2 separate regions of the Hordeum vulgare genome follow, and region 2 is linked to region 1. Evidence: chromatin contacts called from public Hi-C data. All regions are on one chromosome and are shown on one strand. Each heading gives the region's core, a stretch centred on a gene start, on an enhancer-like site or on the middle of the called end of the contact. The rest is flanking DNA. Distances are from core to core; before and after follow the strand shown.

Region 1 (6,360 bases), core at 1,303-3,802:
AATCCTTTCGCCAAGTATGGGCCAGACCAATATATGAGATCAAATGAAGGTGGATTGATGCCTTGTTTTATATTCTTGACCTGCAATTAATTAGTGATTAGCCCATATTGTTTGTCTTCGACTAACTTGTTACCACAGTTACTCCGATGGCAAAAGTGGCGAGTAGTCAAGTACGACTTACAATTGCAACGCCCTGCTTGTCCGCACGGGTGATGTACACACAAAAGGTGGATATGACCACTGAAATGAGAGGAGCGATTGCAGAAACCCAGAAGAGCTTTTTATTCTTCTTGGCCTGAATTATCCCAATGGAACAGCATGATCATCACAAGTAGTCAAGGAGAACTAAGATGAAATTACGCACATGTATTATTATCTTACAATGTATTTTGTAGTTAGAAGAAATGCCAAGAAGGACGATCCAATCAATATCGTCTGCCAGTTCCACTGAATCAACACCGCAAGCGTAAGTTTTATGAAATATTTGATTTTATCCCGGAAGTTAAATGTATACAAAAGGTATGATATCTTACCCCATGTTGAACATTTCCCCATACCGATTCCATGACCGATATGATATCAGACTTCTTAGTGAATTTCGCTATGCCAAGTAAGCCTTTCAGCTGCTGAAGGGCAATGGTGATTGCGGCACCGGCCATGAACCCGACGATGGCCGCATGAGACAAGAACTCTATGATAAACCCTAGCCTGCAGCAGAGTCCGGTCAGAGACTACATAAAACAGATGACGTATTCAAGTGTTCATGCCAATATGTCATCATGAACTGGCAAGTTAACAGGCACCGGGGGACCATGTCGCCATGCGCACCTGAAGAATCCGAGCATTGCCTGAGTGATCCCTGCGAAGAAGGTTGCGGTGAACGCCAGCCGGCTGTACTCAAGTGGATTCTTGACGGGGTCGATCTCTTCCTGGAGGAGAGTGCCGAGCAACAGCGACACGACGGCCACTGGACCGATGGCTATGTCCCTGGAACTGCCCATCAGGGCGTATATCAAAGGCGGGACGAAGCTACTATCTGCGAAAAGGACCCAGCAAAACTCTGGTCATTCTAGTTGCATGCATACTTGCAGGAGCAAAACTGGGCATTCTACCGTGTTTCATGTGAACTTACACAGTCCAACATGTGGCTGCAGGTTGGCAAGCTTGGCATAACCAATGTCCTGGTGCAAGATAAGAGTAGACACCATGAGAACGCATGCCGGAGTGGACAAACCAACCAACTGTACCGTGATTGCTGCATGCAAGAAGAACAGCCGGCCAGCTACCTGAGGTATGCAGAGGCTGGCGATGGTGAGGCCGGCGACCAAGTCCCCCTTGAACTTGCCGAAGGTGTAGCTCCTGCTCCAGTCCAGCACCGGGAAGAGGTGCACCAGGCTGAGCCACAGCTTCTTGGACCTCGGCTGGTCCTTGTACTCCCGCAGCGGGTCGTCGGCGAAGAACGTCTCCTTCACCCCCTCGGCAAACTCGGCAAAGACGCCCTTGGCCGGCGGGAACCCGACCTTGTAGCCATGGTGGTGGTGGGTGCTGTCGGTGTGACGTTGCGACGCCGTCTGGCTGCAGACGTCGCCATCGAAATCTTCGCCTCCGTCCGACACGGTTCTCGGCATTCTTGCGGACGTTGCGTGCGCCTATGTGCAGACGGATACGTTTGCCTGAAGATGAAGCAACGAGTGAGATAATTAACATATATTAGTGCAGAACTGAAGTTAGATGTAAACGAACTCTCCATGTAATTTAGACGGAGAAATCATTAGTACTAATAATCAAATAAAGCATACACACACGCATGGACATGCATGGACATGCATGACCCTCTACATGCATGGTGCAACTAAGCTCTGAACTGAATGAAACAAATTACATCAAGGAAACCAAGACCAAGGGTCTTCTTCAGAACTGAAGGAAGGAATCAGAAACTCATATGCATGAACAACAATATATATCAAGAATGGAAGCAGCCAACACCACTGATCATTGCATATCATTCTTCACCGTGAATGAAGAACTAATAGACGAAAGGAAGAAAACATACACAAGTATGAGTGTATGACTACTGGAGAAACTCAGCCCACAAAGACAAAGGCCTGCTGCTTTGTGGTGATTTTTCAGAAGCCAGGGAATGTCCATTATATATAGATGCAGAGAAGCTCCGGCGCCTGTGATGAAGGTCAACTCCTATATTTTAATTGGAGGGCCAAGAGATAAGTTAAGCTGCAAATTATGCATCTGCGTCGAAAATCGCACCACATTCAACATAGCGCGGGGAACGCCTACCCTAATGAATAGGTTATTCTCACAGCTCATCACTTGCTGAACTTGTAAATCATTTCTGCGTAAACAATCAAACGGTTTCAGCGACAGGTGACAGAAGGAACAATGAAACTGGGTTTCAGCTCTCTGTGTGTGCTTGAATGTGATTGAAGAAAACTCATATGGGCCAGAGTGGACTTGAGCAAATGGGTGTATGTTATGTATTCCTACATGGGAAACTTATTAAGATATGCTAGCAGGTAGCAATCTTCATCAAATACAGTTTTGAAATGTTGGCAGTTTTTCTAGCTGAAAAGGAACGATTTCCTTCCTGGACCGTCGAGTCATGCACACGTTGGCTTAATGCGCAATCAAAATCCAATGAATAGAAAGTATAAGACATAAAGGGACCCAGACTTGTGCAATTTTAACATTTAGGCTTACCCAAATGCATGTGTTATGACTTGTGAAGCCATACAGAAACTTAAGGATTCAGAAGAGCACCGTCCACTGCAATTTTTAGCCTGCGGCTATTTCTAGCCTGCCCTATGTTTGTGCATGTGTTACACAAGCATAGTTTGCGAGAATCTCTCTTTCTTTTGCTTCTTATTCTGATGTACTGCTGTACTGAACTAGTTGGCGGTTTCTTCAACGGAAATCGGTAGGAGGACCCCTTGTTTCTAAAACAGTTGATCCAGTCATCAAGGGAACAAAAATAGATTTTTCTAACCCTAGTTATGTGCAAGTTCCACTGCTAATGGCATGCTACACCTTATAATATAGTCTGTCTCCTGGACTAGGCAGGTTGCAGGCCCCAATAATGCAGTTGTTAACTCTAGTTACACACCATCTGAACATGATCTGCAGCAGCAGAAGTGCAGGATCAGACTGCAGATCGACACAGTTAGTCGTCGCAATAATAGCTCGATTATATTGGTTTATTTTCTTTGTCTTCCCTAATTAACCAATACTCGTAGTATTTTTGGAAAATGCGGTCTGCCGATTGCATGAACCTGGTCAAAGAAGCGATATGCGATGAGGCTGGGCGACATGGTGGACGGCCCTGAAATGCACAGCGCCAACCTACGCGCTTCTCTGCCTAACAGATTCCTTCCTTGCACTCTCGGTGGCTCTCATCACTCGCTTGCGGACGAACCTTGGCCCTAAGCACACGTTGCAGCTGTAGCCTTTTTCCATTCTAGTGGTGGCCCAGTGTGCTCTGCTATTTTCAATACAGTTTCAGGATAGGAGCATCTACAATGTTGAGCGACACAGTAACTGCTCTGTGTAGATCATATTCCACCCATGCCCATGCATGATAGAATGGCAGTTTTTTAGAGTGCGCGCATGATAAAATGGAAGTATTCGTTCATGAAAAACACTGGGAAATCACATAAAACTCCCCGGTCAAAACCCAAGATAAAAATAAACAACATAAGAATAAGTCACTGTAGTGTCTGATCCAGTGATCCTATCATCATAGAAATCAAAGGAAAACAGTTCTTGTTTAACATTCCGGAAATCATCTAGATCACTGAAGACTGAACCCTGATGCCCCGAGAAAGAAAACAGTCACCCAAAGAACAGAGAGGAGGTGATAAAAGAAAGGCAGGGACTAAAACCCTTTACGAATACGCGGTCGAAAAACAGCTTTTCTGTGGGGCTTATTCCCTGCTGAGATGTGCAAAAAGAGAGAGAAAAAATATGGAGAGAAATCGAAAAGAAGGAACAAGTGGTCTTTCTTCTTACCGTGCTGTTCCTCTGGGAGCACCTTCGTGGAGCTCCAGACCTTTTCCTCCTCGCTTTTCCTGGGCCCCACCGGTGCTCTACTCCGACTATACCTTCCAGCAGATTGGATGGTGGAGGGTCGCTCCGAACGTGGACGCGATTGTGGGTCAGGAGATCTACGACAGCTCCTTCATCACTATTTAAAAGATGGGAGGAAGAAGAAGCGAAAAGAGAGAGGGGAGGGAGAGTCAAACCGTGTCCAGGTTCGATGAACCTGGTGGGGGAGGCAGCCCGGGCGTGAAGAACGGGATGGGAGTTAACCACCTGTTGCCACGTTGACTTTGCTCCATATTCACGGGTTTAAGAGGCTGGTATTTCACTGGGACTGCATGTAGGCTGCTGTACTGTCGACAACCGCACGGTGCGTTATAATTTTGACACTCTTAGCTGGCCAACATTCACTGCGGTTTCTCTAAAAAAAAAAAAGCATTCATTGGGGTGGGAATTACGAATATTTTTATAACAATTTTAGTTGTAGGAGGGTAACAATTTCTTCAGACTTGCATGGCAACAGTACCCTTCTTTTTTTGCGGGTGAAGCATGACAGCATTACCGTTCTTATTTGGACCCTTATTTGGACCCTTTTAGAGCATCTCCAACAGCCGCGCTTCGCGCCGCGCCAAAAAGCATGTTTGCCGCACGCTGGTTGCCTGGTTTGGCGCGTCGCGCAGTGCTGGCTCTAGCAGCAGCTTTAAAATGCAGCGCGCGTGCCGTTCCAGCAGCGCCCAAATATATGGCATTTGGACAAAAAATAGGTTGAAACATTCATCAAAATGCAATGAACATGTGAAATTTAACACAAACAAGTTGATGAATAAAAGTCATGCCCACAAGTTCATCCAACCAAGTTCAAAATGCAAACCAAGTTCAAAATACAAGTTCATCCAACAAAGTTGAAGACATATAACACATCAACCATCTTCCTCGTCTTTCGAAGACGATTCTTCCGCCTTCGAAGATGAATCTTCCTCCCTAACCTCATCACGCACCGCATCACGTGTAGCTCCGACGGTCTTGGCAAGATCTTCAATGGCATTTTCATGGGCATGTGTGTGAGGCACATCGAAAGACATTCCACCCATGGCCGGAGGTGCACCCATGCCTCCCATGAGAGAAGCAAAACTCATGCCACCCATGCCTCCCATAGCGTTGGAGGGTGCTCCAAAGCCACCCATCCCTCCCATAGCGTTGGAGGGTGCTCCAAAGCCACCCATGCCTCCTATGGCTCCGAAGCCACCCAAGCCTCCCATGGCGTCGAGGCACATGCCTCCCATAGCGTTGGAGGGTGCTCCAAAGCCACCCATGCCTCCCATAGCGTTGGAGGGTGCTCCAAAGCCACCCATGCCTCCCATAGCGTTGGAGGGTGCTCCAAAGCCACCCATGCCTCCTATGGCTCCGAAGCCACCCAAGCCTCCCATGGCGCCGAGGCCCATGCCTCCCATGGCGCCGAGGCCACCGCCACCCATGCCGCCAAGGCCACCGCCACCCATTGTGCGGATCATGGCTCTTTTTTGAATCAACACTTCTTCACGGGCAAGGTTGACATATTCCTTTTGCGCATCATTGAACAAAGATGTGTCTAAGAAGAACAAGTGCTTTTCCCATTCCAACAACTTAGCTCGCTCCTCCATGCCCACCTTCCTCTCCTCCAATGCCACTTTCCTCTCCTCGGCGGCCACCCTCCTCTCCTCGGCCGCCAACCTCCTCTCCTCGGCCGCGACATCTTGGTTCCTTGCCATTTTCCTCACCTCGTTCGCTTCTTTTCTTGCCTTCACAATAGCTTCCATAGCATTTGTGAGCTCATCATCTCCTTTCCTCTTCTTCTTTTCGGTTTTGTCCTTCTTGCACCCATCCGGTCGTTTTGGTTTCGAGTATGAAACCGAGTTGGGTGTGGGGCTTCTCTTGCCGTCATCACTTGATGCATCATCCTCCTCCTCATCATCATTCAACTCAATTGTGCGCTTGTGTTTGTTGCTCAAATGCAAATCATCCAAATCTTCACGCTTCTTTCATTTCTCATCATCCTTCAACACTTCGTAGCAATGAGGCAAGGTAAAGATCTTTCCTTTCTTGATCTTCTCCTTCTTGGTTGTCCTCGTCTCTTCTTTGAACAAGTTTTGTGCAATGTTGTACTACAAGAAAAACAAAACAAGTTAGCACTTCGGACACCAAAAACAAGTATGATGAACATGTATGAGATGCCACTTACTCTATCATCCTCATTTGTGCCACTTGGGTTAAGCTTGTCAACTGCCTTTTGTGCGGCCGCCCACTTTTGACAATCCGAGTTGACTGTCGACC
Region 2 (6,211 bases), core at 566-3,065, 270 kb after region 1:
TATGGACGTTTATTTGTATTATTGCTTTCCTGAGATTTGGATCTGAACTCTTCACTACATCATAATGCAAATGCTCCTGAAAGGGGGGAATACAGCACAGATGTGTTCACATAACATATATTTAAACTTTAACAACAAAACAAAATATTAGACATATACCTTGTACTCCATTGCATTTATTCCTTTGCAGACAAAATCAAATAGTGTATTTAAGTTCTCAGGACTTGGAGCGGTGACAAATATATTTGAATACCTACAAAGACAAATCATTAGCCTCAACAAGAGGAACACATGAAATGAAAAACATAAATAACACTACTGAGTTAAGCTTTACCCAGCTGCGATGGCTCCAGCAATAGCAAGACCAAGGGCAGCTGATTTCCCACGTCCACGAGCAGCAAGCAAGGCAACCGTGCTCCTAAGGGACTTGTCCAAAATAGAATCTAGGAAATTGATAACAGCTTTACCCTGCGTATATTGTTTTTCAGTTTGAGTTTATGACAACAACAAAAAAAACATAACAAAGGAAATTTTGGACAGGGTAAGAGGCAAATTGTACCTGATCCATTGTGCAACACTTTCCGATTAAAGGGCCAACCGGGAAGTCTTCACGGAACTGATCTTTTAGGTCTTTCAACTCTCGTTCCCTTTCAGACAATCCCTCAGAATCCTAAACACATGGTGATAATAAAATATGCATGTCTCAGATGACCAAATAGGCACAACTAGAATCTTCAAGAAATGCATAATTTCACCAGCTGAACTTCATACCTCATTCTTTGTAACTGGTTGTATAAATTTCATGTGAGATGATATAGGCAAAATGTTGAGTTCGTCATCCATCACAATACATGATTTGCATGACGCTATGGACAATAAGAACCGCTCGTTGAACCTTGTGGCTGCCTGGGTATGAGACTCTGTTCGGAACCTTTCGTGAACGTCCTGTTAGCATAAGGCCCGTGTAAGTTTACTTTACCTTAGCAGGATAGGGCGGAAACAAATAAGCTAATCAACAGCATTGAATCCAAATTTATCCTTGTTTGCTCACAAAATTGAATCAGCTATGGTGAAAAGCAATAGCAAATGAACGTGCAACAGAAAACTGAGCTCACCATGACCATCGTGTAGAGACTGGTCAGCGAGGAGAGCGAAGAGAGCAGCAGGATGACCAAACCACCGCCCTCAACGGTCTCAATGGTCCTGGCCAGAAGGTTGGGCGTCAGCGCCTCGAAGTCCTGCAGAGAGCAAACACACAGTTAGTTCCAGGCAGAGCAGCAACATTCATCAGCAGCCTGTGAAGCTATCCCATACCTGCAGTATGCACATGCCAAACGTGTTGCCGAGGACCCTCTCCGAGTCCTTGTACATGCAGTAGGTGATGTCGGAGGTCTCGAGGAAGAGGGAGAAGGGGTCGGCCTTCTCGGGGTCCATGAGCCCGCGCTGCATGAGCTTCTTGATCTGCTTGGCGCGCTTCTTCCTGTGGCTGCTGATCTCGAGCTTGTTGCGGTAGCACCAGAGCACGGAGGGGCGCGACTTGACGCGGGACTTGGCCAGCATGTAGTTGAGGTTGACGATCTGGTCGCGCGACTTGTCGCCGACGATGATGAACATGGACCGCTGCCGCTGCCGCACGCCATTCTCGATCAGCGTGCGGATGCGCTCGTCCACCTTCTTCCTCATCCTCGCCGCCGCCCGCCGGTTATCTCTGGCGAATGGGGATTGGGGGCTGGGGTTTAGCTAGGGTTTTCCCGGCTGCCGGCGTCCACCTAATTGATATGAGACGGAGAGGAGGAGAGCGGAGCGGGTGCGTGGACGGCCGGATGCGGGTGCCTTCGACGGTCCAGATTCCCCCATTTCTTTCTTCTGTCGAGAGTGGTCTCTGTCTCTGGCCTCGTGACCTCGTCGATGGAATGGGCTGGAGAACCGCGGCCTGCTAAGTTGGGCTCACAGCCCAACCTTCACGGTCAATTTGGTAGGCCCGGACCAACTTCGTTAGGGGCCCCATTTGCAGAGGCTATACGTGGGCTCCACCGAAGAAGTATTCTCAGGGCTTCCTCTCCCGAGCCAAACAACGCCGCCGCCGCCGCAGCCGCCGGAAGAGGTGTTCGCCGCTGGCAAGTCTTCGAGGATGGGGTACCACCGCAATAGGCGCGGGCGTGGATCCTCGTCGTCCTCCTCCTCCTCTTCGCGCCGCACCAAGCAAGAAGCCTCGTGGTAACTCCACTTCCTCCGAACGCTTAGTTAGTTTCCAGTCCAAACAGTTCTGCCTTTCTCTAGGTCTCTGCTTAAGGGCCTGTAGGATTTTGCTTGAATTTTTTGGGCCGTGGATTTTGCAGTCAGGCTAGGTTTTACTCGTGTTTACCTGATCCCAGTGATGCAGAGAGGATGAAATGTATGCTTCAGTTGGAATTGCGAATTTGGATTGTGATGCCAGCATCTTTTATTTTTACAAACGGCAGTATATAACGTTCTTTTATCTTCAATTTCAGCGATGATGCTCCTGGGACATCACTTCCAAGGCAGGAAGGTACAAGTTCCCTGGAATTTCCTTCTTGTTTAGGGATATATCTCTTGCTCTAAACGGGCATATGATTGATAAATTGCTATGTGGGATTGAGATATATGTGCATGAAAATATACCGCCCATAAAGTGTCGTTAGCATGCAGTGAGTTAGGGTGTGTTTGATTTGGGAACGAAGTGGAATGGAATGTCATTGTTCCATTCCTGCTGGACGCCTTACCCACTTATGCCATGGCTGCTCTGCTTCTGTCGCCGGCTCTGCTTCGGGAGCTGGACGCCTTGAGGCGCGCTTTCCTGTGGAATGTGGCGGAAAGGGCTTCCGGTGCGCAATGCCGGGTGGCTTGGGATCGTGTGTGTCGTGCTAAGGCTGAAGGTGGATTGGGAGTCCGAAACCTGGCGGCCCAGAATGAAAGCCTTCTGTTGAAAATGATCCACCGTCTGCACTCTGCCCCCCGATCAAGGTGGGCAGCCTGGGTCTGGGCTGTCGCGGACGGTCACTCTCTTCTGCCGCGTGGTGACCGTGCGCTGGGCGAGCAGAGGGGGGGGGGGTGTCTTGGCTCGGCTGATCCCGTTGTACCGCGCTCTCACCACTGTTGACGCGGGGACGGGCGCACTGTCTCGTTTTGGGCCGACCGCTGGCTGCCGTGCGGGGCTCTCGCGATGGTCTTCCCGGCTCTCTTCTCGCACTCCACGGCCCCCGAGGTGACGGTGTAGCAAGTGTGGGCCGAGGGTCTGCACAGTTTCCTCGTCCCGCGACTCACACGCGTGGGGGAGCGCGAGCTGGCTGCTGTCTTGGAGATCCTGGCGATAGCCACTGTCAGGGTGGGCGGTGACGAGTGGACGCTTGTCCATGTCGCCGCGACCCGGTGTCGGCTTTCTGCTAGCTCGATCTACAAAATGCTTCGGTTCGGAGGCGTGGGCACTCCCTACGCGGCGCTCGTCTGGGGAGCCCGAGCACCATCGCGGGTGAAGTTTTTCTGTTGGTTCCTGGTGCAAAGCCAATTCAACACGCTGGACGTGTTGTTGAGGAAAAACATTGTAGTTGCGGACGCCGTTGGGTGCCCCATCTGCTCGGAGACGTTGGAGTGCGCGGATCACCTGATCTTCTCCTGCCCTTTTGCTAATGCGTTCTGGAGGGGGATTGGCATCTCCGTCGCTGCCATGTCCGTTGACGGTCTGGGATCTCTGGCGGAATCTGCTGGCTCCGTGGTACAGTCTGCGGGCGGGTTCGCCATGCTATGCTGCTGGCAATTATGGAAACACCGGAACGATGTCGTGTTCCCTTGCTTGAGCGCTCAGTTGTTGCCTTGAGGATGCGCTATTGTGGCGTGTCCGGCTGCGAGAAAACTGTCGGTCCCATGTTGATATTTGGCTAGATGCGCTCTCAGCGTTGTCTGGTTGATGGGGGCTGTCACTACCCCCCCCCCCCATCGCTCTCTCTGAACCTTGATGTAAAACTCTTCATGGTGCCTCATGTGCGCCTGTAATCATCTGGGCGTTTGCCCTCTGATTAATATACAGGTGGCGGAACCCCCCCCCCCCCCCCCTCGTTTGAAAATTAAAAAAAAAATGTTTCATTCCACTAAATGGGTTGGTTCCGTCTTTGTGTTTGGTGGTGGTAATTCGGAGGAATGGAATGGTTAGATTTTGGTGTTTGGTTTGAGAAATGGAATGGAATGGATTTGTTCGTCTCACCACTTGCATGCTTTTGCTTATCAGAGTGCATAAGCCATCACATTGAGGGAAATTCCTGAATATTTCATCCAAAGTTCTGATCAAGATGCTTATGAAATTCAGCTTAGTATTGCCCACTCTCTTGGACTCAGAAAAATGCTCCTATTAATAGAACTTTTCCAAGATGCAAAACCACTATCGCCCAATAGCATTTCACAGTAAAAGTTTGCAAGCGGTTCAAGGAATTCAGCACACCGCATACGGCCATCACTGTGATGCCTCATGTATGCTTGTGCTTATGTACAATTCACTGAACTTCAGATGCAGATCGCTGAATGATCTTTATAGCTCAGCCCGGAACATCTTGCTCAGTTCCTTCGCAGCAACCCGCACCGTGGCCTCCACTGCCGCCAGATCTTCGGTTAGATCGCGGAGGCGTAGGAACGCGCTAAATCCTTGGTCAATGTCATCACCAACTCACCCAACCCGCGGCTCACCACTCTGTCTCTACACCCTTGAAGGAGAGGCGGATCCGCACGTCTCAACCGCTACTAGTGAAGAAGGGGCTGCTGCTAGATGCCCTGTGGTGCGGCGAGAGTGAGGGCTGCGGTGAGAGCAATGGAGGTGCATGGGACAAGCACAAATCGACCTCCGGGCCGCCATGGCCATTGAGGGAGAGAGAGAGAGAGTGGTGAGCCGTGGGCTGGGTGAGTTGGTGAGAAGGGTGGAGAGACACGAGTGCGAGAGGCCGGTTCCACGTGGTTCCACCGATTTGGAGGAACGACCGCGTTAGGGATCTGGGGTGAATATTCGCTCGGTGGGGACGACCTGGTTCCATTCCAGTTACGTACTAAACACAGGAACGAGTCCTAGGTGCAGGTCAGACCCATGCCATTCCAGTTGGTGACTGAAACCAAACACACCCTTATTGTTTGCTGGTACGGTCACCTAGGGTGAGTGGGCACTCACCATCTGAATTCCCATTCATTTATTGACTAGAGTTATTTCATAGGTTACAATTTATATGAATTTAATAGCTCATAAATTATAGTACTACTTATCGAATGCAACTTTGCAGTTATATAACAATGTATGCCGCTGTCACATCCATATTGGGACTTATGAGCTTCATGAAATTGCTTTACAGTTTACAACATTCCTGAAATCTTAGTGTTGAACTATTGATTATGATATTTTGATTTTTCAGACAACGCCGAAGAGGAATCTAATAGCCCAAAAATTCAGCTTGCAATGTGGGTAGGTATGATGTTTGGGGCTAGTTCTTTTGGGTGGCTTAAAAAATAAGCTGCCTCTCCCCAGCTTTAAAAATAAGCCGCCCTTTAAGTTTCTTCAGACTTCTAAATTGGTTATCCCATAACTAGTTTAGTGAATATAAGAGGCGGCTTATGGAAAAAGGGAGGAGGCGACTTATTTTTTAAGCTGCCAAAAGAACTGGCCCTTAAAATTGTTATTATGCTGCTTATTTGATAGTGTGTGTAAGATCTTGTGTTTATTTATAGGACTTTGGGCAATGCGATGCTAAAAGATGCACTGGTCGTAAGCTTTCAAGATTTGGGCTGTTAAAGGTAAGGCACCACTTGGTTCACAACGTCTAAAATCCAAAACCCTTTCCCTTCTCTCAAAACCAAGGTACATGCTAAAATGGAAAATAAGAAAAAGTAAACTACACATACTGCATGCACATTTATATGGAGTCATCAAGCTGATTCTTCTAGGCTTTTGGTAAATTGTACTCTTATGACATGCTTTTGGTTAAACTCTTCGCACTTCAAAGAAGTGGCAATTTTCTCTAATAAGTTTGTTGTTTGTCTTGCAGGAGTTGCGAGTTACTAATGGTTTTGGTGGTGTTGTTCTCAGGTAATGTATAAGATATGTGATAGAAGGAATCATGTGCTACTCTTTGAAGCTTAGCCTTGTGATTTCGCAGTTTGGTTATCCTGTATAAATTTGTAAAACGTTGGTTACTGTGAAACTGTGACGCTAATTTTTGTG

The links. A called contact is a pair of places that touch in the nucleus more often than the background predicts.
Region 2: a Hi-C map of seedling shows a contact between it and region 1, with 3 times the contacts expected there. The contact joins the promoter of LOC123449440 here to the promoter of LOC123449437 in region 1. A contact is called at or near these places in 2 of 6 Hi-C or Micro-C datasets (leaf and seedling).

Annotation. Positions count from the first base shown.
Region 1 is chr4H:550,021,867-550,028,226 of MorexV3_pseudomolecules_assembly, forward strand. LOC123449437 (sulfate transporter 1.2-like) reads right to left here and starts at 2,553. Exons shown (of 12, transcript XM_045126667.1): 1 at 1,133-2,553; 2 at 829-1,036; 3 at 534-708; 4 at 382-447; 5 at 182-295; 6 at 1-80. The coding sequence starts at 1,628.
Region 2 is chr4H:550,291,928-550,298,138 of MorexV3_pseudomolecules_assembly, forward strand. LOC123449440 (RNA cytidine acetyltransferase 1-like) reads right to left here and starts at 1,816. Exons shown (of 24, transcript XM_045126671.1): 1 at 1,315-1,816; 2 at 1,116-1,238; 3 at 772-945; 4 at 560-670; 5 at 335-468; 6 at 160-253; 7 at 1-76. The coding sequence starts at 1,683. It overlaps LOC123449442 (18S rRNA aminocarboxypropyltransferase), which reads left to right and starts at 2,031. Exons shown (of 10, transcript XM_045126673.1): 1 at 2,031-2,217; 2 at 2,493-2,530; 3 at 5,406-5,455; 4 at 5,719-5,784; 5 at 6,036-6,076. The coding sequence starts at 2,132.